4 separate regions of the Mus musculus genome follow, and all the other regions are linked to region 3. A link is a contact called in public Hi-C data. All regions are on one chromosome and are shown on one strand. Each heading gives the region's core, a stretch centred on a gene start, on an enhancer-like site or on the middle of the called end of the contact. The rest is flanking DNA. Distances are from core to core; before and after follow the strand shown. Region 1 has its middle 22 kb from the start of Gm25480. Region 2 has its middle 61 kb from the start of Gm25480. Region 3 holds the start of Astn2 (astrotactin 2). Region 4 overlaps Astn2 (astrotactin 2).

The links. A called contact is a pair of places that touch in the nucleus more often than the background predicts.
Region 1: a Hi-C map of cerebellar granule neurons shows a contact between it and region 3, with 5 times the contacts expected there. The contact joins the enhancer-like site here to the promoter of Astn2 in region 3. A contact is called at or near these places in 5 of 484 Hi-C or Micro-C datasets (cerebellar granule neurons, cerebellum, cerebral cortex and 1 more) and 1 of 115 datasets of contacts at active chromatin or transcription factors (neural progenitor cells).
Region 2: a Hi-C map of uterus shows a contact between it and region 3, with 2.0 times the contacts expected there. The contact joins the enhancer-like site here to the promoter of Astn2 in region 3. A contact is called at or near these places in 7 of 484 Hi-C or Micro-C datasets (cerebellar granule neurons, cerebellum and uterus), 1 of 115 datasets of contacts at active chromatin or transcription factors (astrocytes) and 1 of 9 other capture datasets (liver).
Region 4: a Hi-C map of olfactory sensory neurons shows a contact between it and region 3, with 1.8 times the contacts expected there. The contact joins the enhancer-like site here to the promoter of Astn2 in region 3. A contact is called at or near these places in 1 of 39 promoter capture datasets (stem cell-derived epiblast-like cells), 1 of 15 datasets of contacts at CTCF or cohesin (stem cell-derived epiblast-like cells), 6 of 484 Hi-C or Micro-C datasets (cerebellum, cerebral cortex, embryonic stem cells and 2 more), 1 of 115 datasets of contacts at active chromatin or transcription factors (embryonic stem cells) and 1 of 9 other capture datasets (adipose tissue).

Annotation. Positions count from the first base shown.
Region 1 is chr4:66,519,085-66,525,325 of GRCm38.p6, reverse strand. No RefSeq gene overlaps it. Among named protein-coding and RNA genes, the nearest start is that of Gm25480, 22 kb to the left of the region's middle. Within about 2 kb of position 1,670, at least 18 of the 459 cell types and tissues checked have an H3K27ac peak or open chromatin away from gene starts, as enhancers often do. A contact at or near this core is called in cerebellar granule neurons, cerebellum and cerebral cortex, where this site is marked.
Region 2 is chr4:66,480,718-66,486,361 of GRCm38.p6, reverse strand. No RefSeq gene overlaps it. Among named protein-coding and RNA genes, the nearest start is that of Gm25480, 61 kb to the left of the region's middle. Within about 2 kb of position 3,276, at least 51 of the 459 cell types and tissues checked have an H3K27ac peak or open chromatin away from gene starts, as enhancers often do. A contact at or near this core is called in cerebellar granule neurons, cerebellum and uterus, where this site is marked.
Region 3 is chr4:66,403,182-66,409,106 of GRCm38.p6, reverse strand. Astn2 (astrotactin 2) reads left to right here and starts at 4,624. Exons shown (of 23, transcript NM_207109.2): 1 at 4,624-5,224. The coding sequence starts at 4,747.
Region 4 is chr4:66,310,526-66,316,545 of GRCm38.p6, reverse strand. All of the region lies in intron 1 of Astn2 (astrotactin 2), which reads left to right. Among named protein-coding and RNA genes, the nearest start is that of Astn2, 91 kb to the left of the region's middle. Within about 2 kb of position 1,490, at least 8 of the 459 cell types and tissues checked have an H3K27ac peak or open chromatin away from gene starts, as enhancers often do. A contact at or near this core is called in cerebellum and olfactory sensory neurons, where this site is marked.

The DNA of each region.
Region 1 (6,241 bases), core at 421-2,920, 120 kb before region 3:
GTGCCAAGGGTTGAATGACATCTTCTGATCTCCACAGGCACCAGGTATGTATGTGGTGAACATGTGTAGATACAAGCAAAACACTCACATACATGTAATATAATATAACAATAATAGTGTGCTGACGGGATTCTATTTAAGTAGTCATAGGTAAGAAAATAAGGGTGAAATAATGTGAAGAGTGGGGGTGGGGCAGAGGAAGAAGAAGGGAGAAGGAAGAAGGCAGGGGAGTGGTGGGAAGGAGAGATTGAATTCAATAATGGTGAGAAAGAGAAAAGAGGAACCCGCTTCCTTGAGGTTTCTAATCGTATGTGTCCATGAATAAGATGCCATTTGGACTTAATGAGGATGCAACAAAGAGGGATTGGGCTGGAAGAAGAAATGAAGCTTGCTACTCTGTAATGTCCTTGAAAGCAGAGGTGAGTAACTTTGGGCTCAGCGTGAACTAGCCCAGGAGCCTCTTCTTTCTAACCACCCTTGAGCTGTACCCCTCAGCCTCAGTTTCTCTCAATTCTTTGGAGCAACCAGGCCTCTGGCAACCAAAGAGAGGGACAGGATGGTACAGTGGGGAGAGTTGAATTACCCCAACGTGACCTCTGTACATTGCCTGCTTCTAGCACCTCATTTTCTGATGCTTCTCAGCCTTGTCCGGAGCTAATGAACCTCAGAGAACAAAGCTGTCTTTTGTTTGTTTGTCATTTTGAGGTTTTTCCGGTTGATTACGATCTATGCCAGCAAGAGGATATAAAATCACCAGCAATTCTTAGCTGAGGATCACAGGGCATTTTTATCCCCTTCTGAGAGAATGCTGAAGTTAATGTAAAAAACGCTGTCCTAACCACTTTAGATGAGAGAAACTGTTAAAAGGATTTTTTTTTCTGTATTCATTTTTCTTCTCATGTGAACTGTTATTCCCCCTCCTTTTAGCATTTTCTGCTTTGTTTCACACCCCCTGTAAATCAGGTGCCTTTTTAAAAAGAGCAAAATTTGAATTCCTTCTTACAGACAAAAAACTACAAATGACTCTCACTCTCCATGAGCCCAAAGGAAACAAGAAGAAAAAAACAATCTGCTATGTGGCGCCACTTTGAGGTTTGCCCTCATCAAGCCATGGTGTCTCTTTCCCACAGACCATTTTTGATACCCACCCCCAATCTCTATTTTACACTTAATCTCAGTCTTTGAGACTTCTCACTCTTCTTGGAAAGAATTCTGCCTTAGCAGCTTCAGTCTTCTGGGGGAATATAATTATCTAAACTGGCATGGATCCAGAACTCAGCTCCCCCATGAAAATGATTCCTTATTAAAGATTAAGTGGTAACAAGTATGTCAACAGCACTCCCAGCTCTAGAATAATTCTGAGCAAATAAAAAATGGCAACGGTTCCTATTTTCTATCTGGAAACTCTCTCTGGGCCTCTTTGTACCCCAGGTGGCACAGAGTTCTCTAATTTGTTCAGGTGTTGGATCATGGGAGCCAGTAGACAGGTGATGGGGACAGCAGCTTTATCTACCGTGAGGATTCAGGGGATGCAAGCCAGGGAAGCAGCTGGTTTTGAGGCAGCCTGGTGGGGCTGGCTTTTCTAGGGATGCTGAGCCAGGCCACTAGTCCTGCTCAATCCAGGCCTCCTTCCTGTTTCCTGTAGCCTCTGACTTGGCTGACATGGCAACACTGCCCTCTTCTGGGACAGCACAGTCATCACACTTCACCTGAGTTCCCATATCCAAGGACAATGGCTGGCAGCATAACCGGGAGCAGAAAGGAAGTATGCGGTCAGTTCTTTCGTGGCTAGAATGTCAAGAGTCCCCATCTGTGATATCTGCCACAGCCCAAGCTTTTGGAATCGGACAGACAGCTCTGCCATGTATTTATTATGTGACCCTGGGCATGCTTTACCTTTCTAAAACTCAGAACAAAGAGAGAGTCACTATGGTGCATAGAAATCGAGGTTTTGCTTTTTAGCCGGGGTGATCATGCCTTCACCTTTTCTCAAGATTTCTAAGTTTATACTAGCTACATTAGTGTAATTATTAGCGATACCTTATTTGCTCTTAAATGACCCCCTTTTCTTTATTACAGTGCTAGTCTTCCCATGGTTATGTGTTTGTCCTACTACCCACTCTCCCTAGGTAGCTCAGGCTAGCCTAGAATTCTCTTTGAAGCCAAAGATGACCTTGGAATGTCTGAATCTCCCACCCCTACCTTCTGTGCCCTGGGATAACAGGCAACACACCTGCTTTGTGCTGGGCTGGAGTACCCACCCATGTTCTATGCATAATAGACACTCACACTACCAACTAAGGGATATCCCGAGCTCTTTTTTTTTTTTTTTCAAAAGAGCAGTATGAAGATGGATAGACAGCTCAGTGGTGACAACTGGCTGTGTTTCCAGAGGACACAGGTTCCATACCAAGCACCCACATGGTGACTCATAACTGTCTGTCACTCTTCTCACTGGAGATCTAAACCCTCTTCTGACCTCGGGAAGCACCAGGCACAGATGTGGTACATGGACATGCATATTCAGGCAACCCATCCATACATATAAAATAAAAATACAGGAAAAAAGTAAAAGCCATTCCTTTCCATTAGTCCACGGGGTTGCTAGCTTCCCTCCCTGCACTCAGCAAAGAAAGGATATGACACCATCAGGAAAAGTCTAAAAATGCTACAACAGGCACCAGAGCAACTGTAGAGGGAGCCTGAGCAAACTTCTCCTCAGCACAAGAGCCATGCTAACATTTGCTTGGCCCCCCTGCAGGACTGCAGCAAGGCTCACAAGCAAAGAGTGTGAAAAGGCAGTATGAGATAGAAGTGAAGAACTGGTCTCCTTGTAAATGAGTATCAACTACCCACAGTTGAAAACCTAAGGAAAAAAAAAGATAAAATTAAAACATATAAAAGCACAAGCTCTGTGAATATATGTATTGCCTCCATGTCTGAGAAATGTAGGGAATTAAGGAAATGTCTGCTCATGTGGTAGCTCAGATCATTGACAATGGCTAAATTTTGTTACATTGACATCCCTGAGGGGAAGCTGGCACCAATGCCAGGGTAGCAGCTGATCTGCATGTCTATTTACATAAATTTGCATTGGCCTGGTGTTGAAATATAAATGCTGATATTAAAGAAAGTCATTTTCTTCCAGATTAAGGCATCTCAATATAGTACAGCCGCAAAGATGCACACTGGTCTTTGACCTTGTATTTGCATGACCTTGAATGAGTGATGATCTCATTGTATTGTTTCCTTATCCAGAAATGGAACCAATAATAGCACTCGCCAAAGAAGGTTGGTGCAAGGATTAAACGAGCTAATGTGAGTGAGGGATTTAGAGCATGGCCTGGCTTATTAAGCTCTCAGATGCTAGTGACTATTATTATCTCAGAACTTGCCCATTGCCCGTCACCATCAACCCCAGTTACACAGCCTCTACTTTTTTTCCTTCTGAAAATCATGAAAGTTGGGTGTTTAGAGCTAGGAGGGATCTCAGAACATCTAATCTGTCACTTTCAAACTTATTTTATTTCTTTTAAAATAACCATGGAACACTTTTGGAAAATGAAAGCTTACATGGAAACCCAGCATGAAGAACGGTGGAGTATTGTGGTTAAGGAAATGGGCTCAGCAGACAGACAGGCCTGATTTCCAGCCCTGACAAAACTGCTTATTAGCCTTCTGACTCGGGGCAAATGATTTACCTTGGCTTTAAGCCTCTGTTTCATAAAGTGTAAAATGGCAATAGTTGCTGTAAATATTTCATAAGGTTGCTGTAGAGCTCAATAACTTCACACTTATTGAGTGTTTAGTGCAATTCCTGGCACATTATAAGGACCCAATAATTACACTAACTCTTGAGATTTTAATCAGTGAAGTATATACAAGCAGAAGCACTCTGGTGTAAGTAGGCAAGAAAGTTACAAGTTCACAGGGGCTCCAGGGCCTGCTATGATGAGTCTGCTAAACCTAGCTTAAAAGCTTCTGGTAGAAGACAACATTTGGAAACCAAGATTCAAGATGTTCTTGTCCCTACTCACATATTACATAATTAGTACTTTCTTCTGCCCATTGCCAGGGATCTAATTATCTTTGGTATTTGCTGTTTATGGTGACTTTCCTTTCCTGTGTAGCCAACCTCTTTGAGTTCAACGTCTTTTCCAGGGCAGACTAAGCTGAACAAGACAGGATGGCATCTCCTGAAATTGGTTCCCAATGGGGTGAAAGTGTCCTGAACTTGTCCTTCTAATATCGCCTGCTGTCTTCCTGTGCTTTCCATAGCTCATAGCCAGAGGGAGGATGAGTCACTTTGTTAAAAATAAAAACACTACCATTTTCTTTCTTTGTTCATGATCACAGCAGGCTGGCACTGACACAAATCCCAAGCAGTCAGGGACAGCCAGGGGACAGCCCACTAAGCTGGCCCATCAAAGTGTCGCTATCACCTTTGTTCAGCTAAAACAAAGGGAGCCATGCTTACTGTGGATGGGATCTAGGAACACAAGCATCTGAGTTGCATTAGCACAGTCATCAAAGTAGCCAAGTTTAAGAAGAACAAAAATTGTGATAAGCCCCAAGTCTCTTGGAAGCTATAGGAGTTGATTTATAGCCCATCAGATGATGGCCTCCAATTCATGTAGCCAAGACCAGCAAATGCAGAATAATTTGTGAATGCTCACAGTCATCTATAGGATGGAACACAGGGCCCCCAATGGAGGAGCTAGAGAAAGTACCCAAGGATCTGAAGGGGTCTGCAACCCTGTAGGTGGAACAACAATATGAACTAACCAGTACCCCCAGAGCTCATGTCTCTAGCTGCATATGTAGCAGAAGATGGACTAGTTGGCCATCATTGAGAAGAGAAGCCCCTTGGTCTTGCAAACTTTATATGCCCCAATACAGGGGAATGCCAGGGCCAAGAAGTGGGAGTGTGTGGGTAGGGGAGCAGGATGGGGGGAGGGTATAGTGAAATGTAAATAAAGAAAATACCTAATAAAAAGAGAGAGAGAGAGAGAGAGAGAGAGAGAGAGAGAGAGAGAGAGAGAGAGAAAGCAAGACATAAATCCAAAGCTCTTCTCTATCATAATTCCAATTACTAGAGCCACTACTGTCTGTATCACATTGGATTATTATTTCTGCAATCATGCTAAATGTTTTCTATTAATTTTCTCATTCAATCATCACCATGATTCTATGTAGTAGGCATTGTTCTTTTCTACATTTTGGAAATGAAAAACGTGAGATCTAGAGAAAAGTTATTAGCCTATGCTCCTATAGAAGGTATGTGGTGAAGTTACATGAAATAAGTTCATTTGAATACAGAGCCCAGAGTCTCAAGCACTAAATCATCAACCAATGTTTGGGACACACCAAGAGTGTGTTTATTCCATGATGTGTGTGGTAACGGAGCAGAACCATGGCTTTGATGCTAAATCTTCAGATCATGATGCATGATAATAAATAAGCAGTCTCAGATATGCAGTTCATGTGTGACATTCACAGTGCCTCCTCTAAGGCCAAGCCATCCGTTCACATGACCTGGTGCCTGTCATGTTAGTATGGTCAGGACTACTTCTTATGGCAGTTGTGGAGTGGCATCTTTTTATGCTTCATCAGATACTGTCTATACACCTAATTTATGCTGAGGCTAGTGGCAGGGAATCAATGGCACAAGTATTACCTCTACTGCAGTTTTGGAAAACTTTTCCATATTAGCTGACTTCCTTTTAATCACCATAAGCAAACCAGATGAGTTTCATGATCCACTAAGAATTTGATTTTCCAACAGCGTGAAACAAGGTTTCTCAATACCATAAGTATTTCAGGTGGGGGATCCTTTATTGTCAGAATCTGTCCTGCTCCTTGAATGAATCTTTGCAGAGTCTTCATCTTCATCCTCTTAGATTTCAGGAGCTCTTCTCCTGCTGTGACAAGTGAAAATATCTCTAAACATTATCAATATCTCCTGGGACCAGAATAAAAATCTCTATCATGAATCACCCAGGTTAGGTTCCTCAATTTCTCTGGACTCTCACCTGTAAAAGGAGGGAGTTGCTCTATTTGGCCAGGATGACTGGGTCATGAAGCCTTCAGCTACGATCTTTCTCTGCCTGTGAGTGGGCGGAGGTAATGATCAGTTAAGAGAATTGGTGCTGAGTGCTTTGATGCAGGTATGTACCTGTCAGATTGTATTGCTTGAATGAAGGGCAGCATGGGGGTGTAAAGGGAATATTATCGTCACTAT
Region 2 (5,644 bases), core at 2,027-4,526, 79 kb before region 3:
TTTGTGATTGGGTTACCTCACTCAGGATGATGCCCTAGAGGTACATCCATTTGCCTAGGAATTTCATAAATTCATTCTTTTTAATAGCTGAGTAGTACTCCATTGTGTAAATGTACCACATTTTCTGTACCCATTCCTCTGTTGAGGGACATCTGGGTTCTTTCTAGCTTCTGGCTATTATAAATAAGGCTGCTATGAACATAGTAGAACATGTGTCCTTCTTACCAGTTGGAACATCTTCTGGATATATGCCCAGGAGAGGTATTGCGGGATCTTCCAGTAGTACTATGTCCAATTTTCTGAGGAATGACCAGATTGATTTCCAGAGTGGTTGTACAAGCTTGCAATCCCACCAACAATGGAAGAGTGTTCCTCTTTCTCCACATCCCTGCCAGCATCTGCTGTCACCTGAATTTTTTATCTTAGCCATTCTGACTGGTGTGAGGTGGAATCTCAGGGTTGTTTTGATTTGCATTTCCCTTATGATTAAGGATACTGAACATTTTTTCAGGTGCTTCTCAGCCATTCGGTATTCCTCAGGTGAGAATTCTTTATTTAGCAGAGAGGGACATTCATATCCCTGGAGAGGTAGGCAGTGTCTCTGGGAAAAGGTTTGTGTGGCTCTTTATCATTGGTCAGGCCAGGGTGGTGGAAAATGCCTCATTTGCATATTCGAGGGGCTGTAGAGTTGGGGGGTGTTTATAAGGTCACACAAGAAATGAAGTATGGTAACTGCCACGGGGGAAAAATTAAGGGCTGATGGTGGGGCAGCCAACTTTATGGCACCAGGTTGGCAGAAGGTTAAGATCCAACTCTGATGCCTCATATGAGGTATCTGGGGTTCTTGACTCTTCCTCTGTAGGCCTGGGCCATTAAAGTCCCACCAGACTGCATTTATACCATTAAAGAACTATCATACTAAACATAAAATTAAATGCAATATGTATAATATGTTATGTGTATCATACAAAAAATACTTTAAATTGATAGTACCAACTGGAGCATCACAGCAAAGGATGGAAAGTGCAGATGAGAAGAGAGAAGAAACTGTACAGGAAAACACCAAAGAGATCATCCTGTTAACCAGTACCAGTGTAAACCAAGATTGGTCTTCTGTCCGGTATGGAAATAAAACCAAAATATCAGCCACTAACATTTCACCTGTTCAGTGCATTAAAAACTAAAGACAGTCTATCTAGTTGAGGGTAAAAGTGTAGGAAGAAAAAAAAAATTCATTTATTGTATGAAAATATATATGTACCTGGAACACTTTTGGAAATTACGCAGAGGGTATGCAATAAAACTTTAAAAATGCATCCACTTAACATAGCAATCCTACTTGAGAGAATCTAGCATAGAGAAATAAGATAACATAGTACATGAATATAATATTAGGGCCATTTATTGGGTGACTATTTAACATAGCATAAAACAGAAGTCTAGTTCTACCCTGAATGCTTGTTGGAACTTGTTGGTACTTTTCCAGGAAGAGTCATTTAGTTGTTTTCTAAAGATGAGTTAGGTGTATGTGTATTGACCAAAACAGATGAGAGAAAAATAAAGATAACATGCAGACTAGGAACAGTGAAGGGATTGTATACAAAAATAGAAGGGGTTTGGGAGATGTCTTAGTTGATAAAATGCTTGCTGTGCAACTATGAAGACCTAAGTTCAAATCCCCTACACCTATGTAAAAACTGGACACAGCTGTGCACACCTATAGCTTCAGAACTGAGTATGTGGAGACTGGCACATTCCAGAGGCTTGTTGGACATGCAGGCCAGCCCAGACATTGAGCTCCAGATTCAGTAACAGTCACTATCTCAAAAAAAGGAGGGGGGTGTGTTGGAAAGGGATTGAAAATAACACCTGGTATCAACCTCTGGCCTGTACAGATTCACACATAAGCAAGTACTCCCACATACTCATATGCCAGCACATACATACATAAAAATATATCAAAGAAAACAGTATCAGGCTTATAAAACCATTAGGGAAACTAAATAGTATAAAAGCCATATTTGATTTTTGATATTTATTGAAATATACGTGGGGTTGGCAAGATGGCACAGTAGATGAAGATGCCTTCCACTGAGTGTAACTACCTAAGTTAGATCCCTAGGACCAATTGTCAACTGAAGTAAGGTGTTCTGACCTCCACACCTGTGCCACAGCATGTGTGCATGTACTATGCATCACACACACACACACACACACACACACACACACACCCCTAACTAACTAAAACACAAATAAATAAAATCCAAAAAATTAATGTGGCTGGAGGCTGGCAGATACATTTAAATAGAGAATAGGGAGATTGCTGACTTAATACATTTATACAGAAGTTGTTTTGCAGGTGGCAAGCAGCCTTTATGACCCTAAGCAATTTTATCATTAAATCCAGTCATGTGCCTGTGTCCTTGCCCTTCATAGGTCCATCAGACATGCGTACATCACTGAGCTCGGCCCCCAACTCGGCTTTATGTTATCTCTGGTTTTCTCCAAGTACATTCTTGTTATGAGGCCGCACTTCTCTGCATGCTTACAGCTCTGTCTCCATTTACTCCATCCCCTGCCCTCCTCCCTTCTACTCCTCCTAGAGACACACCCACAGAGAATTCAACAGGACGCCTGCCCCGAAGGGGTTTACAATCTGTCAGGACTATGCTGAGCACATTCTCAAATAGAGATGAAGGTAGTCACGGGGAATTGTGCCAGATGGATGTAATTTTAAATGAAGGACAAGGTAAGTCATCTACTTAGGAAAGGAGGGAGTTGAGGACTTACAGGGAATGAACAGGGCTTAGATTGCAATATGGAGTCAACAGAAGATGAATGGAGGAATTGTCCATTTTGTGATCCTCTGAGGGTGGTTTTGAAATTTATCTTTCAAATTGCAGGAGTTTGGGTTGGGTGCTTTTGAAAGCCTCCATGGAGTCAGATTGCTCCCTTCTATCTCTGAGACACATGGGCAGAGGCACTTCCTCCGAGGTTCATTTTTCAGTTCGGTGGATGGAGACAGCAATCACTGCTGCTCATGACCCCCGCCCCCTCCCCCCCGACTCTGCTTCCCACGAGCACAGAAAGCCAGATTTCATCCACTTGTACCACCCACAGCCCAACTCCCTCCACTCACCCCTCCTACTCATTTTCCATGCTGGCCTCCTTTTAGCCCTAAGTCAACTATATTCTTGGCCTGCTCTGCCTGCCTTCTTGGCCAATGGTTCTGGCAGAGACTTAAGAAAGGTCAGATGGGAGGACTACTGGCCTGGGCTCCTACAAGCTGTGTCCTAGTTTGTTTGTTTTTTCTCTCTCTAAACTAAACTATCAGGGGTTGCCTCCTATGCCCCACCCACTTCCCTCTTCCAAATCCCTTTTCTGAGTCTGAAGAAAGTTTTTTCAGCCTGAGAAGAAACCTTCTGCCCCAGGCAAGCCATATCTAAGGAGCTGCCATCAGTCCCCATTGTCTGTGTCCTGGGATCACTGCCAAGGACTGTGACTCTTGGCTAGGGATGTAGAAGGGCCCTGTTTAATCCCATCTGTTCAGAGGTACAGAGAGAAGCCAGATCCCCTCCTCCTCCTCCTCCCCCTCCCTTCTCCCCTCCAACCCCAAGCTCCATGGATGAGTGGCCTTTCAGAGATGAAAAACTGGAGCCCTGTCAGGAAGACTTCTTGCTTGACAGAGGCAGGATCTAAATATAGTAAGGTACAGCTTAACTCCCCAGCAGAGCAAGCATACCCAACCAGCTCCTGCCTTCTGGGGTATCCTCCCCTTTTGGCACCTAGCCAAAACCCAGTACACACTGGGAATAGAGGCCGGTCATCAAATGCTCTGGATTAACCTTCCCATATCCTATCTAGTACCCCTCTTCCCACATAATGTCAATTAGAACCTACTGAGGCATTCTGGAGCCCCCTCCCTTCTGTCCCCCAATAGCAATAGATTCTCTTCTACTGCAAGCATCATTCCAAAGGCATGCCCACTTTTAAGAAGCCATCTTTAAGAATCTATCACATCACACATATTTAACTTTCCCTTTCTACGGACACTAAACATTCATGACTTTGTTCATTTCCAGGATATAATTACTCCCATTTTACAGATATCAACACTATGGCTATGCAGTAACTGATTCCTGAAAGCCCACCTGGTTAAGCAGTGTTTATCTCTTGCTTTAGAAAATCCCCATGACAACATGGAACTTGATTTGCTGGTTCCCTTTGGAATTTCACTTTATAATTCAACTGAAGGACTTCATGATATTTCTTTTATTTCATTAAAATATTTTTGGAGGCAGAGTTTCACATAACATAAATTAGCCCCAAATTTAATGTATAGCCCAAGCTGTCACTATACTGTTGATCATTCTGTCTCAGCATACTGGGTGCTGAGATTAAATGCAAGTACCACATCTGAGTCTTTTAATTTCATGAAGAATCATGACATATTGATTAGGTTTTTATTGTAACTGTTTTCAAATATACAACAATGGCAACCTACAGGAGGAATTATTTATTTTGTCTCAGGGTTTAAGAGGATTCAGTCTGGTGTGGTGGAGGAGGACCCACATCATTGAGGGTCAAGATGCACAGAAGCACAATGCATGAACTATACCACCTCTCTCCTTCTTCTTTATTTTGTCTAGAGGCCTGACCCAAAAGATGTTGCCTTCTACATTCAAGGTGGGTCTTTCATTCTCAGTTACTCTTCCCTTCTTGGTGTGCCTCAGTCTCCGAGCTGATTCTAAACCCAGTCACCTTAATCATATGACACCAGGAGTCTAATAACTTAGAAGCAAAACAGAGCAACAATGTGATAGCCCCATATAAAGTCTCCTGTGCTCACAAAGATGGCCCAGACCTCTTTCAGAGGCTCAAAAATATATTCATTTGGGTTCAGAAGCTACTATTGACAGGGATGGCCCTGGGGAAGACTCCTTTGTATTGTCCTGCCTCTGGGGGTTGCTAGAGCTCATGAATTCTTCTGACTTATAGCTATTGCAATCAACTTCTGTTTCTGTCTTCATAAGGCTACCATCTCTATGTGTTTGTGTCCCTGAATCTTCCTCTTTTTTTTTTTTCACTAACACATCAGTTATTTCATGTAAGGTCTTCTTCAGTTCAGTATGAATTCACTCTATCTTGATTTCATTTTCGAAGATCTGATTCCAAAGAAGATCAGCTTCTGGGGGATTGCCTGCAAACTATTCCCCTTACTAGAGATGCATTTTAAGGCCCTTGTGGATACCAGAAGCCATGTGTAACAATAATTGCTTTCCTCCACATATGTAACTATGAGAAATTTAATGAATATACTAAGCACATTAAAAGATTAAAAACAGTAACTAATAGTAAAATAAATATAACAGTGACACATCATAGTTTAAAAAACTATGTTGATGTAGTCTCTTCTCTCTGTTTCTCTCTGTCTCTGTCTCTCTCTGTCTCTGTCTCTCTCTCTCTCTGTCTCTCTGAGGCAAGATTTCTCTGCTTAGCCCTGGATGTCTAAGAACTAACTCTGCAGAAGAGGTTGTCCTTAAAATCAGAAATCTGCTTTCTTCTGCCTCCCTAGTGCTTAAATTAAAGGCATGTATCACCACTACCTAGCAGTGGTCTTTTCAAAGCACCTTATTTTACTAAT
Region 3 (5,925 bases), core at 3,375-5,874:
AGGCTTGTACAACCACTCTGGAAATCAGTCTGGCAGTTCCTCAGAAAACTGGACATAGTACTACCGGAGGATCCAGCAATACCTCTCCTGGGCATATATCCAGAAGATGCCCCAACAGGTAAGAAGGACACATGCTCCACTATGTTCATAGCAGCCTTATTTATAATAGCCAGAAGCTGGAAAGAACCTAGATGCCCCTCAACAGAGGAATGGATACAGAAAATGTGGTACATCTACACAATGGAGTACTACTCACCTATTAAAAAGAATGAATTTATGAAATTCCTAGCCAAATGGATGGACCTGGAGGGCATCATCCTGAGTGAGGTAACACATTCACAAAGAAACTCACACAATATGTATTCACTGATAAGTGGATATTAGCCCCAAACCTAGGATACCCAAGATATAAGATATAATTTGCTAAACACATGAAACTCAAGGAGAATGAAGACTGAAGTGTGGACACTATGCCCCTCCTTAGATTTGGGAACAAAACACCCATGGAAGGAGTTACAGAGACGGAGTTTGGAGCTGAGATGAAAGGATGGACCATGTAGAGACTGCCATAGCCAGGGATCCACCCCATAATCAGCATCCAAACGCTGACACCATTGCATACACTAGCAAGATTTTATTGAAAGGACGCAGATGTAGCTGTCTCTTGTGAGACTATGCCGGGGCCCAGCAAACACAGAAGTGGATGCTCACAGTCAGCTAATGGATGGATCATAGGGCTCCCAATGGAGGAGCTAGAGAAAGTAGCCAAGGAGCTAAAGGGATCTGCAACCCTATAGGTGGAACAACATTATGAGCTAACCAGTACCCCGGAGCTCTTGACTCCAGCTGCATATATATCAAAAGATGGCCTAGTCGGCCATCACTGGAAAGAGAGGCCCATTGGACTTGCAAACTTTATATGCCCCAGTACAGGGGAATACCAGGGCCAAAAAGGGGGAGTGGGTGGGCAGGGGAGTGGGGGTGGGTGGATATGGGGGACTTTTGGTATAGCATTGGAAATGTAAATGAGTTAAATACCTAATAAAAAATGGAAAAAAAAAAAAAGATGGAGGGGTCTGTACAGGGTGTGGGGAAGAACCATCTAAGGCAGATAACATGAAAGTTGGAGAGTCTGATACTTCTGTTTACTGCCACTTGCAAAGTGTGGGATTAAAGTCAACTTTCCCATCTTTCTTCAGTCTGGGAGCTCACATCTGTGACTGAATTGTAGATTTAAAAGTCTTACTCCAGATGTTTCTGAAAGCATGTATCAAAATAGTAATTAGGGGAGGCAGAGGCAGGCAGATATCTGAGTTCAAGACCTGCCTGGTCTACAAAGTGAATTCCAGGACAGCCAGGGCTATACAGAGAAACCCTGTGTCGAAAAAAATCAAAACAACAAAACAACAACAACAACAAAAATAGTAATTAGAATTTATGGAGCACCTACCGTACGTAAGGTAGAAATTACCATCATCCCTTGGTGCACACTTAATTGTAATTTCTGAGTCAGAGTGCATGTGCTTGGAAACTCAAATCCTTTTCTGTGGTCACTCCAGATTTGACAGTAAAGTTGGTTCTGTGCTCAGTGACAAGACTTTTCTGTATTCCCCTTCCCCTCTCTCCTCTACTCCTCAGTGAATTGCCTCCATCTCCCACCATAATCTTTGCCCTTTCTGCCCTCTGTTTCCGCATTCCCGTTTCCTCAGACAGATGTCTGAGTTGCAAGCAACAGAAACTAATTCTGAATAATTTAAGCAGAAAGAGAATCCAAAATTCTGTGCGATTAGATCATACAGAATCACCAATTGAGTTCTGAGTCTGGCCTAAGAACCCCTAAAGTGAAGAGCACAGATCAAAACGCCAACATTGAACCGGCCTGGTGAGATATAATCACGCTATTCACCAGAAGGGGCAATTCACCAAGAAGTGTCGTTGGTGTATACTAAGACACCAGGCTCCAAACAGTCAAACCACTTTGATAAGCAATGAAATCCAGATGTAATTGCCCCAAATGTTGACACTTTGGTCCTAATGGATTCTTCATAATATCACTTCCCCTCCCTGAATCAGGAGTAGCTCAGGCTGATTCCTAAATTTGGCATCTTGTACTCGAGCTTTAACTGCAGTGAAGGCTGACAAAATGTCTAGAAATCTTAGGTTCTTGGTCTGCACCTCTGACTACGAAGCACTTCTGATGCAGGAAAAAGATTCATTTAGAAGCATGTAGTTGTGGTACCCACTGGAGGCTGCCAACCTTTATGGCTTAACTCCAGTGCCACCTCCTCTGGAAAGATTGCTCTGATATTTCCAAGTTGTAATCACAAGACCCCACAAAGTCTCCCTTCCTGCCAGTCTGCCTGTGAAACATGAGCTACTTCTGCCCAGGTATCTTCCCTGGACCTCCCTCATCCATCATTTATTTTTAGTTCTCTTAAACGCAGTAGTTAATGTTTATACATTACCACATCCACTACCGGGTTCGGTGGGGTATATGTTGGTGAATGAATGAATGAATGAATGAATGAATGAATGAAAGTGTTCACCTCCTTTGACAGGCCTTTATATCAGAGGTCCATGAAGGACTTCCACAGACTCTGCCTTACATAAGGGAGCCCTTTTTTTCCTAGTGTGCACTTCTATAAATGGACTATGTCAGCATATTTGAAGAAAGGGGCATAGAGAATCAGAAAGCCCCATGGCAGAGGATAGTGGCGGATTGTAAGGGTACAAAGGAGAGACTGAAGGCAGCAGGGCAACATATCTGGAGGAGTAAATGTACTGGAGCCGGCATCAGAGAGGCAGGAGATCATTTCAAATCAGAGGACCTGAAAAGCTAGATGTCACCACCACCACCACCCCCCAACACACATCGAGGGTTCACAGATAAGTAAGTGGAGTTTGGGAGCTGCATTTTTCAAACTCAGTAGCCCCAGAGGACTCAGTCCCCAAGGTCACTGAGGGCAGTTCAATTTCATAGAAATAGGTAAGGCTTAGAGGTTGAGAGTTTGAATCTTGGTTTTTAGCCAAGTGACCTTGGAAAGTTTCTTCACTTTCCTGACATACTGATCCCAGGTTGTTTTTTTTTTTCCAAACAAACAAACAAAAAAAAAACGGGAAAGTGCACACCACCCTCATGGGGTTATAATTATGTATAAAACTCACGTATGCACATGTCTAAAACCTAGAGAAGTGCACAGACCTATATTTTCCCTGTGTTTTTAGATATCTGACTTTTTCCAAAAGCTTCAAAATAGTTTCAAAAAGTGGTGAAGGGAAAAATGAAAGAGTAGTGTGAAAGGGAAGAGGCAGAAAGGAAAAGTTAGGGGGAAAACAAAACAAAACAGCCAATGGTAAGACTACAGTAAGGAACAGACAGCCAAGCTCCACAGAGGAGGGAAATGGCTCATAAATTATAGTGAGGAAGCTTTTGTAAGATTAAAGTCAACGCAGGGAAGAAGGAAATGAGTGCAGAGATGAAAGACAGAGCAAAAGAGGTAAGAAGATGAAGAAAAGTTTTACTAGGCAAAGGAGAGTGTGCAGGTCCATTCTCACAGAGGTGATGTTTCCCTTTCAGTATAGGTCTGATGTATCTAGGTTAGAAACTGGAATCAGCCCAAGGCCACAGGGTATTCTAAGACCCAGATTTAAGGTTAAACTTGAATCTCCAGGGAAATATGTGTGTGTGTGTGTGTGTGTGTGTGTGTGTGTGTGTGTGTGTGTGTGTGCCATGAGCAGAGTTGATGAGTGAACAGCCCTCTCCTGTGGGAACTGGGAAACGACCCAAAGCCTAGGATGCCAGGAAAGGTCCCTTCCTAGTGCCCTTTTCAGGAATTTCTTACTGAGATTGGAAGCTGCCAAGTAAAGCTGCTCCAAACTTGGAGCAGGGAGGCAGAGTAAAAGTGCCTGAGTGGGCTGCCTGGCAGGGCCAGCATGGAGGCAGCTAAGGGCCAGAACAGCCCAGCTGGAGTCAACTGGTGGGGAACATATTAGAGGTCAAAGTCCCAAGCTTATGTGTGCACTAGCCTTCAAGGCTGCAACCCAGACCTGGATGGAGAAATGACGTGTGGTCCTCCTGGTAGTGAGATTTCAGACAAGTGGTTGGGGAGGATTTCCTGATGCCTCTGGGAACTTATTTCAGAAGATAGAACAGGGTAGAAGATTGAAGAGACTGATTCTTGAGATTGATGTGGGGAGGAGAAAGTTGTCTTGGCTGTCCAGAGGAGCACTCAACTCCCAGGAAGGCCTGGCCTTGGTCAAGGCTTGGCGACAGTGCTTTCCCGGGTGTACTGCAGCTTGAGCCAAGGGTGGGATGAAGCTAAGGTAGTTGATTTGACTTAAGAGAGATTGGAGGAGACGCAAGAGGGGCCCCTAAGTGTAAAGAATTTTAGAGAGAGATGTTGGAGCTGAAGAACCCTGTGCAGGAGGCTTTAGGGGAAACCTAAGAAAGGGGAGGGAGCTACTGGGACCTGTACGAAGCCGGGCGGAGCCTCCGAAAAGCTCAGGGTCCGCCAGGGGAGCGGGCGAAGGGGGGGCCGGCGGCGGGGCGCGGGGAGGCGGCGCGGGGGGGCGGTCCAGGGCTGATCGGGAGGCGGAGCCCCGAGCTGGGGGCTGCTGGCTAGTGGCTCTCTAGGCTCCTTAGCTCGGGCGTCCTGGTTCGCTTCAGTGTCCGCTGTCTCCACCGCTGCTTCTTCTTCCTTCTTCTTCACGGTCGCCACCGCCCGCAGCACCGCAGCCCCTCCTGCCATGGCCGCCGCCGGCGCCCGGCGCAGCCCGGGCCGCGGCTTGGGGCTTCGGGGGCGGCCGAGGCTCGGCTTCCACCCGGGGCCGCCGCCGCCACCGCCGCCGCCGCTGCTGTTGCTGTTTCTGCTCCTGCTGCCGCCGCCGCCGTTGCTGGCCGGCGCCACGGCCGCCGCCGCCTCGCGGGAGCCCGACAGCCCATGCCGGCTCAAGACCGTCACCGTATCCACGCTGCCCGCTCTGCGGGAAAGCGACATCGGCTGGAGCGGTGCCCGCACCGGGGCCGCGGCCGGGGCTGGGGCCGGGACCGGAGCCGGGGCCGGAGCTGCTGCTGCTGCCGCCTCCGCCGCGTCCCCGGGCTCCGCGGGTTCAGCCGGCACAGCCGCGGAGTCTCGTCTCCTTCTCTTTGTGCGTAATGAGCTCCCCGGGCGCATCGCGGTACAAGATGACCTGGACAACACTGAGCTGCCCTTCTTCACCCTGGGTAAGGGTAGGCGCCGCACACGCGGAGTCCCAAGAAACCCAGAACCCCTAAGTGATACCGGACGGGTGGGGGCGCCCTGGGAATCCCCGCTCCAGGCTGCCCCATCAGGGTTGGCAAAGGGCAGCCCAGGGGCCCGGAGGGCGCACAGGTGGTTGTAAAGAAGTGTGGGGCAGGAGGTCCTGGAGCGCGCGCTCTGGGAGCCCGGGGGCGTGCCAAGGATCCCGCAGCGGGGACCTGGCTCTCAGTTTTGCAATCAATTCTCTGAGCTCCGCCCCTTGCATCTAGGACGCAGAAGACCCCAAGTCTCTCGGTGTGCTCTGACCAGGTACTGGGCAAGGAAGACCCTTGCTCTGAAGCCAGTTCATGGTCATGCTGCGCACTGCTCTTCTGGACAGCTCCAGTTGTCTGCCCCCTCTGTCTAGTCTCGAGTTGTGGATCCTCCCCTTCAAGACCGGTTTTCTTAGGATCAATTCAGACTAGCTACGTGAACAAGGAAAGACCCAGTCCTCAAAAGCTTTCCCTTCTCATGGTCTTGGTGACCTTGGCTAAGTCTCTTACCCTCTGAGCTTCGGTTTTTGGCTTTCCTTAAATTGGGGCTGGAATCGATTGAGTCGATATTTGAGGACTGAGGTTCTGAGCCCAAGATCTCTACTTTTAGATTCTCCCTCCGTCCCCGCTATCCCTATCACCTTCTCTTTTCT
Region 4 (6,020 bases), core at 241-2,740, 89 kb after region 3:
ATTTGAAGAGAACATTCCTACTGTTTCTTCCCGTGAGGCCTCATTACCTGACGTCTGCATCGTGGAAAACAAAAATCAACATTGCAGACACACTTGGCGTCACACAAATGCGCTAGCATGTACTTGAGGGCCGCCCCACCTCTAAAAGTCATCTTTCTCTTTAACCCTCCAAATGTTATTCCTTAGATGAATTGGTTTGCTCTTCCTAAAAACCTGCATGAGCCTGATAGAAGAATTTAAGGAGTCATTCTTCATCTACTCCTACGCATGTTAATTAACATGATCTCCTGTGATTATGTAGTAAATAATAAAGAAAAATAACTGCTCTTTTATTCCTATTTATAACACTCCAAAGATTATTCAGACATGTCAATTTGGAATAGAATTTTGATGTTTAACACCCAGAAGGTAAAAGTCACTCCTCTGTGAATAATGAAATCATTTTAATTCTTGCAAACGCCATACAACATCTGGCTATCTCCACTGGCCTGTGGCCTCTTTGTGAAGTAGGTGCTCTCATTGCATAGTAATTTTTACACTTATGGAGAAATGCCTTAGGGGTATATATGAGTTCTTAGACTCTTCCCATTAGTTGTAATTTGCACATATGTGTTTTTAAAACTTGTCTTATTTTAGCATTAGTATTATTTAAAATCATTTATATATTTATTCATTTATGTTGCTTTGCTTTCCAAAAATAATGTTAGATGTCTTATTTACTCATATATACTATAACAGAAAACTGACATACAGCTAAGTAGAAAAGTGGAAGAGTCTTGCTTTTGAGCATATTACTAGTAGTATTTTAATTTAATTTCAAATTTAGTCTTTATGAAAGAATGTTTCACAATGGCTGAAGCTTCCAACCTGGGAGAAAGATGTGATATGACCCCTTCAAAGGCATAGACTATTCTGGATGGGAACTTCAAAGGAAATACTTAAGAATGAAACCATCTAAGAAATGAGCGAAGCTTATATGTGGTATAGGATGCTCTCTTATACCATATACTTATTGGCTGGGAAGTAGGGAGTCCTATATCTGGAGCATTATAAAAGATTTATTCTGTCCAGAACCTCCATGATATTGGGTTATTGGGAACTGACATAGTACTTGCAAATCACTGAGTAAAGCGAGCCAAAGAGTAAAGGTGAGATTCAACTATTATTTCTCAGAATCTGGAGGCTAAAATGGCCTTCTTTACACGCACAGTAGAACACAAGAGCTGAGCTGAGCTTATCCCTTGTCTCCAGACAGGAGCATTAGAACAGAGACTAATTACCCAAGGTTCTGGGCCCCTAGAAACCCCGTTTTGTTTTCCCCTTTTCACCTCCTAAAGAACCTGCTTTGATTCTTTTTAACTCTTCCCAGCTAGATGTCAAGGAAACAAAGAGCAAATTAATCCCAGCAAGAGGGGGTTGGAGGTTAATTTGTATAAAGGATGAGTGACAATTTACGAATGGATTATTCACTGCACAGTCTCTTGAGAGCCGAATGCAGCAAGCACACTCACACTCCTTCAGACTCTCACATACCACAGCACCTCCTGTTTGAGCCCTACTTTACAAGCAGACTTAGAAAAGAGCGCAATGGGAACATTTTGCATGCCTGGTGGTCTTCTTTTTCCTCGTTTTTTTTCCCTAGACCTCCTGCCTCCTTAAGCTGCCTACATTTGCTGCCAATTTGTTCAATGAAGCTGTCGTGTGTTGTTAATATTGTCAGGATTTATGAGCATCACTGAATGTGTGCCTGGAATAATTTCATTTCCTTTTCTCTCTGTCCTATTTTTTATCCAAAGAGCAACATGAAAGGAAAGGGACAGATTTCATTCCTAGGTGTATATAGACATGGGCTTTAGCAATAATTCTAAACATTAGTGCACTATTGTCTTCTCCAAACCCTTTTCGTCTTCTTGCTCTTTTTATTCATCTATTGGGGTGGGGATACCTTTGGAGGTGACTATGATGCCAATATTTTATGACCTAACTGATTCAAGAGATTCATCCCTCATTGAAGAACAAGGACAAGACTATGAAAAGGCCATTCTCTCTGTGGTGTGTGTGTGTGTGTGTGTGTGTGTGTGTGTGTGTGTGTGTGTGTGTTTGTGCCAGTTTCCTCATTAGCAACATGTATAAAAAAGCATTAAGCTAAAAGATGTTTATTAAGCTAAGAAATTTTCTCCATTTTGATTCACTATGGGTGATAAGGAAATGTCCTTTCCACAATTTGGGGACAGTGCCAGCTCTCAGAAACCAATGTCAATAGAGACAAAGATAATTTGAGGTGTGTGGTTTTCATGCTTCAGGTAAATCTGAATCTAATTGAGGAACCATTACCAGGCTGACCTTCCTAGCATGAGATTCATATATTGTGCTAGAACCAAATATTTCTTAAACACAGAGTTTAGGATAGAGAATGTAATTTATGAAATTATAGCAAATTTGGGGCTCATGATTCCTTTTGTTTTTAATCTTTAAAATATTTATTGAGTGTGTACTGTGTTCTGAGAGCAATTTTATATTCTATTGAATCAGAGAATTTCAATAAGGTTCCTTTGTAACCCAGAAAGAAACAGGTGATAAATATAAAATATATGTAAGGAAATTTGAGGTAGCAAGAAGTTTATGAAGAAACATCAATATGTTCATTCAAAAAAGTGGATGAAAATGAGAGGCAGGCGCTATCTTGAAAATAAGCATAAATGGGGTGAGGGAGTTGAAGTGATGGCTCAGTGGTTAAGAGCACCGACTGCTCTTCCAAAGGTCCTGAGTTCAATTCCCAGCAACCACATGGTGGGTTACAACCATCCATAATAGGATACGAAACCCTCTTCTGGTGTGTCTGAAGACAGCTACAGTGTACACATATAAATAAAATAAATCTTTTATTTTTTTTAAAAAAGAAGATGAAGATGAAAATAAACATCAAGGGTAAATTAAGTTGATACTAGGAAAAATGAAAAGGGTTAACTACAGGAAGGTATGAAGAAATATATGCCAAGCTAGGGGAGTAATGGGTCTAGAGCCAGCAAGGCGTGGGAAAGCTTGATGTACAAAAGAAATTGATAAGGAAGGCTTCATTAGCAAAGCTTTAGAGCAAGGTTAGGAGAGTTGAAGGTCCACAGTGGGTCTAGCTTTATCATTGTTGTCTCCACCATCAACGTTCACCCTGACTTTTCACTTTTATAATCCTTGTAATCCCCAGGATGTATACTGTTATTTGTATGTTGAACAAAAAGTCTCAAAGAAGTGACTGATGTATGCTGTTGTTATAGTTAAGTTGGAGCCTGCCTCTCAAAGCGTAATGACCTGAATTTTTCTCACTTCCCATCTCATGGGTACTGAGGAGGGACTGTATCCCATCTCTTTCAGGTTCATTTAGAAAATGATTTGCTCGAAGAGAACAGCAGCAAACTGACCACAAGCCAAATCTGCCTCCCTCTTTATTGGAATGCAGTCCCCCCTCCCCCTTTCTGTGTACTGGGTACTTTCTGGCTACTTTCTTCAGTCACCAAGTTAATCACCTCAGAGCTCATATGGCCTGCAGCCTGCAAAGATCAAAGTAGTTACCATCTGCTTCTTGCCAGGAAAAGTTTGTTGACCTCTGGTATTGAACATGGATTGGAGCAAGGGCTGGTGGGAAAGTACAATTCCCCAGTCTGGTCTTGTACCAAGCAGGCTATTAATTTGGACTAAGAAGCGTGTGTGACATGGGACTCTCAAATACTGGCCTCATTCCCAGCACTGGAATTAACTCACCATACAAGTCCAAGAGACCTTATTCCTTTCTCATTTGGGTTATGTTTAAAACAGGTAAGGTGGACAAGATTAGTAGCTTCCACATTATCTTAATAATGATTCTTTGGAATTTTATATGGATTCTCCACATGTAAAATAGAAGTGAAAAACCACATGAGTGAACGTCTCCCATCGGCTGGCAGTGAACCCCCCGCATCTTCATGACCATCATTCAATCATGGCATTTTGGGGGCAATTTGAAAGTCACCAGACTGTTTCAGGGTGTCTTGTGGCTTTCACAATCTCTGCTTATAATGAACCAAGGTATGTTCCTCATATATGGAGATGTTGAGAAAAATCAGTTTTCTTCTCTGTAAATTAAATTTCCCTTTGGCAAGAGAGCACATTATCTTTCCTCTCTGGCTCTCAATTTCCTCATTTATGAAATGAGAACAGTCATCCACAATCCACGTTTCACAGAACCATCCTCGGAATTCATTGAGGTGGTACATGCCAATGGCCAGGTGATGAGGTGGAATAAATAGGAGTCGGGAGTCTTCCAGATGGGTTCAGATACTAGGGCAGATGGACACACACACATACACACAAACACACACACACACACACACACACACACACACACACACCCTCTCCCACCTCCTCTTTTCCTTTTATTCTCTTCCTAGCATTATTGAGACAAATTCACATGCTATATAATATATAATTGATACTATTTAACAGATTTTAATATAATGCACAGATACATATACTCATTACCAATCAGTTCTAGACCAACAACATACTTTTATCTAGTGCATCACTGGCTTCTTTACTGCCATCCCTAGCTTAAACAATCACTACTGTACTTTCTGGACATTTTATATATGTGAAAAATATAGAGGTCTGTAGTTGTATTCTTTTGCATAGCGTATGATGTAACATCTATCAGTACTTAATTTTCTTAAATCTTATTTGGTACATATGAGTGTTTTTCCTGCGTGTATGTCTGTATGCTATGTATGTATTTTGTGCTCAGAGAAGCAACAGTGTCACATCTCCTAAAGCTGAGGTTGTGAGATGCCATGTTGATGGTGGATATCAAACACTAGTCCTCTGGAAAAGTAGTCAATGATCTTGACCATTGATCCATCTCTTTATCAAACAACTTCATTGTTTTTTGAGGTACATTGATATCCTATTATGTGGTTCTATCAATCATGCCTCATTGAACAATATTCATCAAATGATGCTACTTCACTTTCTAGTTATTTTTTACTGTTACTTAAAGGAGAAAGAATTTATTAGGTTATGACCCATCACAGCAGGGAATTCATGAACAGAAAGAAATTGGTCACATTGCATCATTTGTCACAAAACAGAGAGGTGGATGTTTGTGCTTTTCTAGCTTTGTATGTAGTCCAAGACTCCTGCCTACAGACTGATACCATACACATTTAGGGTGAATCTTCCCCATTCGGTTAAACAAATCAAGAAAATCCCTCAATGGCATGCCCAGACACTTGCGTATGGCTGATTCTAGATCCTGCCAAGTTGACACCAGATACCAACCATAACACTTAGAGTCTCTTCTTTTGATTAAAGGGAGTAGTAAACATATGTATACACAAGTTAAAAGATATTAGCTACTCACTCATATAGTATTCTATGTCTCCTTGATCATAAATATGGAAGGACAATGAAACCATACAGCTGTCAAAAAGGAGATCTGAATTCATAGCTCCTTACCATTGTTATGCTACAAAGAAAGATTTGAAAAAACAATAACAATAAAAAGATAAAAATGACTCATCCCGCTTTTCTTTTATTTCCTTCTGTATATAAACTCACAGCTCTGGAGCTTAAAGAAGCTCATCCCTACAGCACAGCTTGCTTTTCCTTTTAGCTTTTGGGGTTCTGTGCCCTTGAGACAGAAGCTGAGAAGCCTGCTCAGTGAAGTCTGAAAGGAAATTAGCATCCTAGAATATGTGTGAAAATTAAATGGGGCATGAATGGATGGTTGTTGAAGAGACGTACTGGAAACATCGAGAAAGAGGAAACTAATCATCTTTCTCCCTCCCTCTTTTAAAAGAAAGAGAGTTTCCCTCTGCAATGTGCTTACCGTGGAACCAAAAAATTAAGCTCACGGACTTTACAAATCCTGGATCGGCTTTTGATTCAATCTTTGAAAGCTGCCATCCTAGCCAAATCTTCAAAACTGGGAGGCACATCAAGCCTGTTAGTAATTAATGCTTCAAGAACACTGACAATAGGCTGCATGCTCAGTA